2 separate regions of the Rattus norvegicus genome follow, and region 1 is linked to region 2. A link is a contact called in public Hi-C data. All regions are on one chromosome and are shown on one strand. The core of a region is the stretch at or near the end of the contact, and the rest is flanking DNA. Distances in the headings are between cores, read along the strand shown.

Region 1 (2,700 bases), core at 133-2,632, 320 kb after region 2:
TTTTTTGAGTAACTGTCATTCCTTAGTCAACAGTACAGAGAAACTTGTCATTTTTGTTAATGACAAATTGAGGAAAAATTAGCCTATTTTCCTACATTTCTGTTACCTCTGACCTAGAATATTTAAATGTCTTTGAAGGTCAGGAAAATACCCTTCCTCCTTCTCTCTGAAATTGGAAAAACCAGACTTTTCTCTCCTCTGGTGGCTCATGTCGCCATCTTGTGGCACTTTTAGATATGGCTGCCTTCCTTAGTTTACAGGGAGAATTTTAACAGGAAATATATATGTAGTGTGACCTGTAAAATACTCCTCAAGGAAGCAAACTGGCTGGTCACCTGCTTCTCCATGCCTGGACCTTGCCCTCAGAACGGCTCTGTAGCTCATATAAGGAACATTTAAGATTTAAGCATTTCTTCTTGGTGACATAGAGAAGAAGGTTTCTGAGCAGCAAGGATTGGGAATCTGGTAACAAGGATCAAGAAACAAGGCCCGTGCTCATGGAAGTGTTCTTGCTCACCAAGAACTGAGCAGCAAGCACTGAGACCTGAGTGCTGTTGACTCAGTCTCTCGATCACCCATCCCTAAGGAGCAAAGACAGGATGTCTTAGTTTTCAGAAGAAAGGACAGAATTGGTGTTGCTCAGACATAATAATTACACACACACACACACACACACACACACACACACATATGCGTGTGATATATATATATGTGTGTGTGTGTGTGTGTTAAAATTAGTTTTTTTGGGTTGGACTACGAATACAACATCTCAACATTTCTGACTTTAGAAAAGGTTTATCTTACTCTTTTATTTTTGAGTATGAGTGTGTGTCTGCATGGGTTCATGGGTAGCATGCATGTGCAGTGCCCAGAGAGGTAAGAGGGCACTGGGTTCCCTGGAGCTGGAGATCCTGCGGTTTTGAGCCTCCTGATGTGCATGCTGGGAACTGGACTCCGGTGTTTTACTACAGCATGAAGGACTTTCCCCAGCCAAACATCTCTCCAGCCCCTCCCAGTTTGTGCCTGTCTTTGTCATGAATCATCAGTCTTAAGGCGCAACTCCCACCGACATACTCACAGACTGATGCCAGTTAGCCTGAGTGCCAATTTTGTTTCTACAGCCCTATTGACAAGCAAGTTCACGTTTTGCATAAGGTGTACTAAGTGGCTTTGTCAACTGTATCATGAAAGGATGAACAAAGGAATCTTCAGTTACAAAAGCAGGATATAGAATTCCCATTGTCCGCCTGGCTATGGTAGACCTATGATCATTCCATGCACCCACTAATTTGCATTCTCCCCGAAGATCAGAGCAGTTTACTTGCAGACGGGTACATCAAACCAGAGAGAAGTTAACAAATGTGCTATATAGTGTAATAATTAGGTTTGTCCACAAGGGGGCACTTGTAAGGTCAGTGTGAAGAACCTTCTATCGGGGCTGAGGGGTGTCTGGGTTAACTGAGTCATATTGTTGTTTCTCTCTCTTAAAACCTGGAGCGGGGTGTTTTAATTTGTAGCTAGCTCCCTACCTCTGCCTGTTATTGCTATTGTTGAATTCTTCAGTGCAACAATTAACATTAGTTTTGAGAAAAAAATAGGTGGCTGTTAGGGCTTCTTTTCTGCCTGGGATGGAGGAGTAGGCTTTTTTTCTTCTTTTTACTTAAATCCTGAGTATATTTTACTTCAGGTATGCAAACACAGCCCTGCAGCGCAGCCTTTTCAAAGCAAATTAAAGCAAAAATGCAGGTGGAAAATGGTTAATTAAAATGCTAAGAAGCAACTGTTGTCAAAACCAGTTCCTCATAGAAGCAGCGCGAAAGCTTGGTGTCTATTTTGGGAATTTCGTCTCCAGGAGCATCTTTAGCTGTGGTTTGTCTTTGCTGGACAATTTTCTGGTTTGTGTCCATTGATTTCTGCAAACAGATACACCAGCTTGGGAAAACCAGAAACATTTCCGTCAGTTTATTTCAGAAAGGTCAGGGCCTCCTGTGGATGTTGGCACAGGTCCACCCTCTGATAAAAATCACTTCCCAAATATTCAGGTTAGTAAGTTTGTCATCAGGAAAAATCAAAATCCAGAGTGGACCCTAACTTTATTTTGGAATAATTTAGTACTTTTCAAGGATTTCTTTTGCTGAATAGAGTAATTATCCTGTAGTGGTCTAGGCTCTCGGATATTTGATGACAGTGGTGTTCTAGAGAAATCCAGAACAAGGTCTTGGTTTCTCCAATGCAGAACTAATTTTGATGCTGGTCTAATGCCCACCGGACTGCTGAGCAAAGCTTCGTGTCTGAGCTGTGCTGTAATTTTAAATCAGTGTGTGTGTGTGTGTGTGTGTGTGTGTGTGTGTGTGTGACTCGTGCATGAGAGGGGGCAGAGCTCATAGCAGGTAGAGGAAGGAAAGTAAAGATGCAGCCCGGGACCCCCCATCCCCCGCCACACACGCACAGCTGGAGCCTGAGAACACGCCTTGTTCTGTGTGGGCTGTGTGGAGGCAAGGGACAGGAGAAGGTAATGGAGGAAGTCAGGGCAGGACGGAACAGACGACTGATCCGAAGCTGCTGGTTAACATGGGAGATGAGCGCACAGTCAGATGGGGAAAGCAGTGGATTCCTAAGCTCAGACAGCAGGGTGGGTGGTCTATCTCAAGCCTGGTTTGTTTAAGGATTCCTAGTTTGAGTGTGGATTGTCACTGAAAT
Region 2 (2,700 bases), core at 99-2,598:
GGAATGCTAGAGTTGACTTGACTGTAGAGAACCCTGTGTCTTCACAACTCCAGGCCTTGCACTGTGTAGGTAGGATGTTAGCACCACAAAACTCAAAGACACTTACCGTAGCAATAGTTATCCAGTCTGAACTTCAAAAGGAACTTCTGTGGTAAGGAGGCTGCCTACTTTTTACGGATCTGGTTTTGTTTTTTAAACAGCTCTAATATTTAGGCCGACTTTGCTGGGTTTGAGCTGAAATGCACACCAATTATAATTTCCATCTAGCCAAAATAAATCCGAAGAAACACTAACTGGGCCTTATTTTAAGGCCAAAAGATGAGGGAGGCGATTTAAGCGAGATGAAAACGGACCTAAGTCCACACAGCCAGCAGCAGAATCCCAACTGCAAAGCACACTGGCTTCTATCTTCCCATGCTTGACTTGGATCAAGTAACGCCAAAGTGCTCTGTGAGTTACTACCCCACTGCCAATCCAACTTTTCTTCGGAGCCACGGGGTTTAAGAAAAACAAACAAACAATCCCCCCAAAACAACAAAAAACAAAGGTCAAAAAGTTACAGAAAACTAAAAATAGGGTATGTAGGAAGCCACAGGGTGGAGAAGGGGAAGGGTTTACTGACAAGAGGTGCAGATCACCTCCAAAGTGCCAGTGTCGGGTGGGGCTCTCACTGTCTGCTCAATGGCAATGAGAGGATGAGCCCAGCCCCTTGCGGGGGGACCCTGAGTGTGTACAGTGGAGTGGCACCCACCTCCCCTGGCCCCGGGGCCCGAGGAGCATACCTCCAGTTTGACATTGCCTGTGCTGGCCGCGGCGGGGCCACCAGAGCCCTGTGCCTGGTCGCTCTTCTTCTTCTTGTACTTGTCCTTGTACATCTTGTTGCGGTGCTTCTTACACATCCAGGGCTTACGCTGCTTGGCCACCTGGCTGGTGGTCTCGCGGCAGCCCTCGTAGGTGCAGGTCTTCGAGCCTCGTCTGCGCGCCGCGCCGCCACCCTCGGCATCCTCGTCCTCCAGCTCCTCGGGGCTGGCCGCACTCTCGCCGCCGCCCGCCGGGTCCGATGTGTCCAGGAGGTCGGCGTCGTCCTCCCCCGCCTCATCCTCGGCGTCCGCCGCCGCCTCGCTCCCCGCTAGACCTGGCCTCAGAGCGCTGTCCGCCGCGGCCTCGTCCTGTCGCATCACCAGCACCGTCACGGGAGGGGCCGTCCGGGGACTGGTGGTGCCCGGCCTGGAGCCCTCGGACACAGCTTGCGCCTCCGTGATGCCGCCAGAGCCAGGGTCCGCCACCGCGGCCCGTCAGCACTTGAAAAACACAACGGGACTTCACAAGCGATCCGCCGTACGTCCGGGGACCCGAGCAGCCCGCACTGCACTGCGCGTGCGCAACAGCGGTCTGAGCGCCTGCGCTTCAGAGCTGGGGGGCGGTGCTGAGCAGGTGCAGGACAGAACCGAATGCGCCTGCGCCGCGGCTTTCCGCAAACGATTGCTGAACGCTGGCAGACCAAGGACCCCGCTAGCTTCCAGGCTGGGAGGAACAACAGACAGCAGCAACGATTGCGCCTGCGCAGCTGTCTTCTCGCCGGCGAGCGATTTCGGAGAGCTGGAGACTCAGGAAGCTTGTCAAAGAGACCTGGGCACCGCCAGAAGGCACTTTCTGCCTAAACCCACCCTCCCTAAAGGGTTCAAAGCACGTCTCTTCTGCAATGTCTCTGGGTCAATTAGGAAGGTTTCTGAGAGGAGTTTGAAACAACTTAAGGAGGAAATGGTTTATTTGACTCATGCATCCCAGTCAAGCCGGGTGAGAACATGCTTTCAGCTAGCTTTCTTACCCAGGCATGCCTTTTCTGACATTCCCAACAATGGGATCGTTGGCTTACATGACAGTTCTGTTTTTATTTCCCGCATAAGCTTCCCACTGACTTCCATAGTGGGTGCATAGGTTGGCGTTCACACTAGCAATGTACAAGAGGTCCCTTTCCTCCGTATCCCCACCAGGGCTTGATATCTTACGGTAATAACTGTTTCATCTGGGATGGAATAACACTGTAGTTTGGATTTGCACATTAGGATTAGTGATGTACATTCCATACACCTGTTGGCCTTTGTATGCTTTTCTTTGTGAACTAACTATATCGCCCATTTCAATAGGGTTCTTAGGTATTTATTATTTTTTTTACTTATTTTTATTGTATTTGTTTGAATTCTTTAAATAATTCTGATGCTAACTACTCATCAAATGTAGTTTGCAAATATTTTCTCCCGTTCTAGAGATTGCCTATTCTCAGGTCTTTTACTGAGCCACAGCTTTTTAGTTTGATACCCATCAATTTGTGTTTTTTTTCGCCCCACTTCCTATGTTTTAGAGGTGTCTTATACAAATAGATCTTTGCCCATTCATCTGCCCTATTTTTATTTCTAGTGGTTCACAGTTTTAGGCCTTATATTTCAGTCTTCAATTCATTCTGTGTTGATTTTTATAAATAGGGGTTTAATTTAAGTCTTCTTTTTAAAATCTATAAAGCTGAAATGAACTTTATTCAAGAATGAACCAGTGTACAAAAATATGCTCATATTATAAAAACATATTGAATTGAGTATTTTTTATTCTTTTAAACTCAGTCTTAGTTGTCAGTTTTGTTTGAAGCTTTATTATTATTATTATTATTATTATTATTATTATTATTATTATTAATGTATGAGT

What was found. Hi-C and Micro-C count contacts between places; a contact is called where the count stands out from the background.
Region 1: a Hi-C map of Schwann cells shows a contact between it and region 2, with 4 times the contacts expected there. The contact joins the enhancer-like site here to the promoter of Rfxap in region 2.

Annotation. Positions count from the first base shown.
Region 1 is chr2:141,482,014-141,484,713 of GRCr8, forward strand. All of the region lies in intron 4 of Ccdc169 (coiled-coil domain containing 169), which reads left to right. Among named protein-coding and RNA genes, the nearest start is that of Ccdc169, 12 kb to the left of the region's middle. Within about 2 kb of position 1,383, at least 5 of the 93 cell types and tissues checked have an H3K27ac peak or open chromatin away from gene starts, as enhancers often do. A contact at or near this core is called in Schwann cells, where this site is marked.
Region 2 is chr2:141,161,049-141,163,748 of GRCr8, forward strand. Rfxap (regulatory factor X-associated protein) reads right to left here and starts at 1,349. Exons shown (of 3, transcript NM_001044263.1): 1 at 783-1,349. The coding sequence starts at 1,178.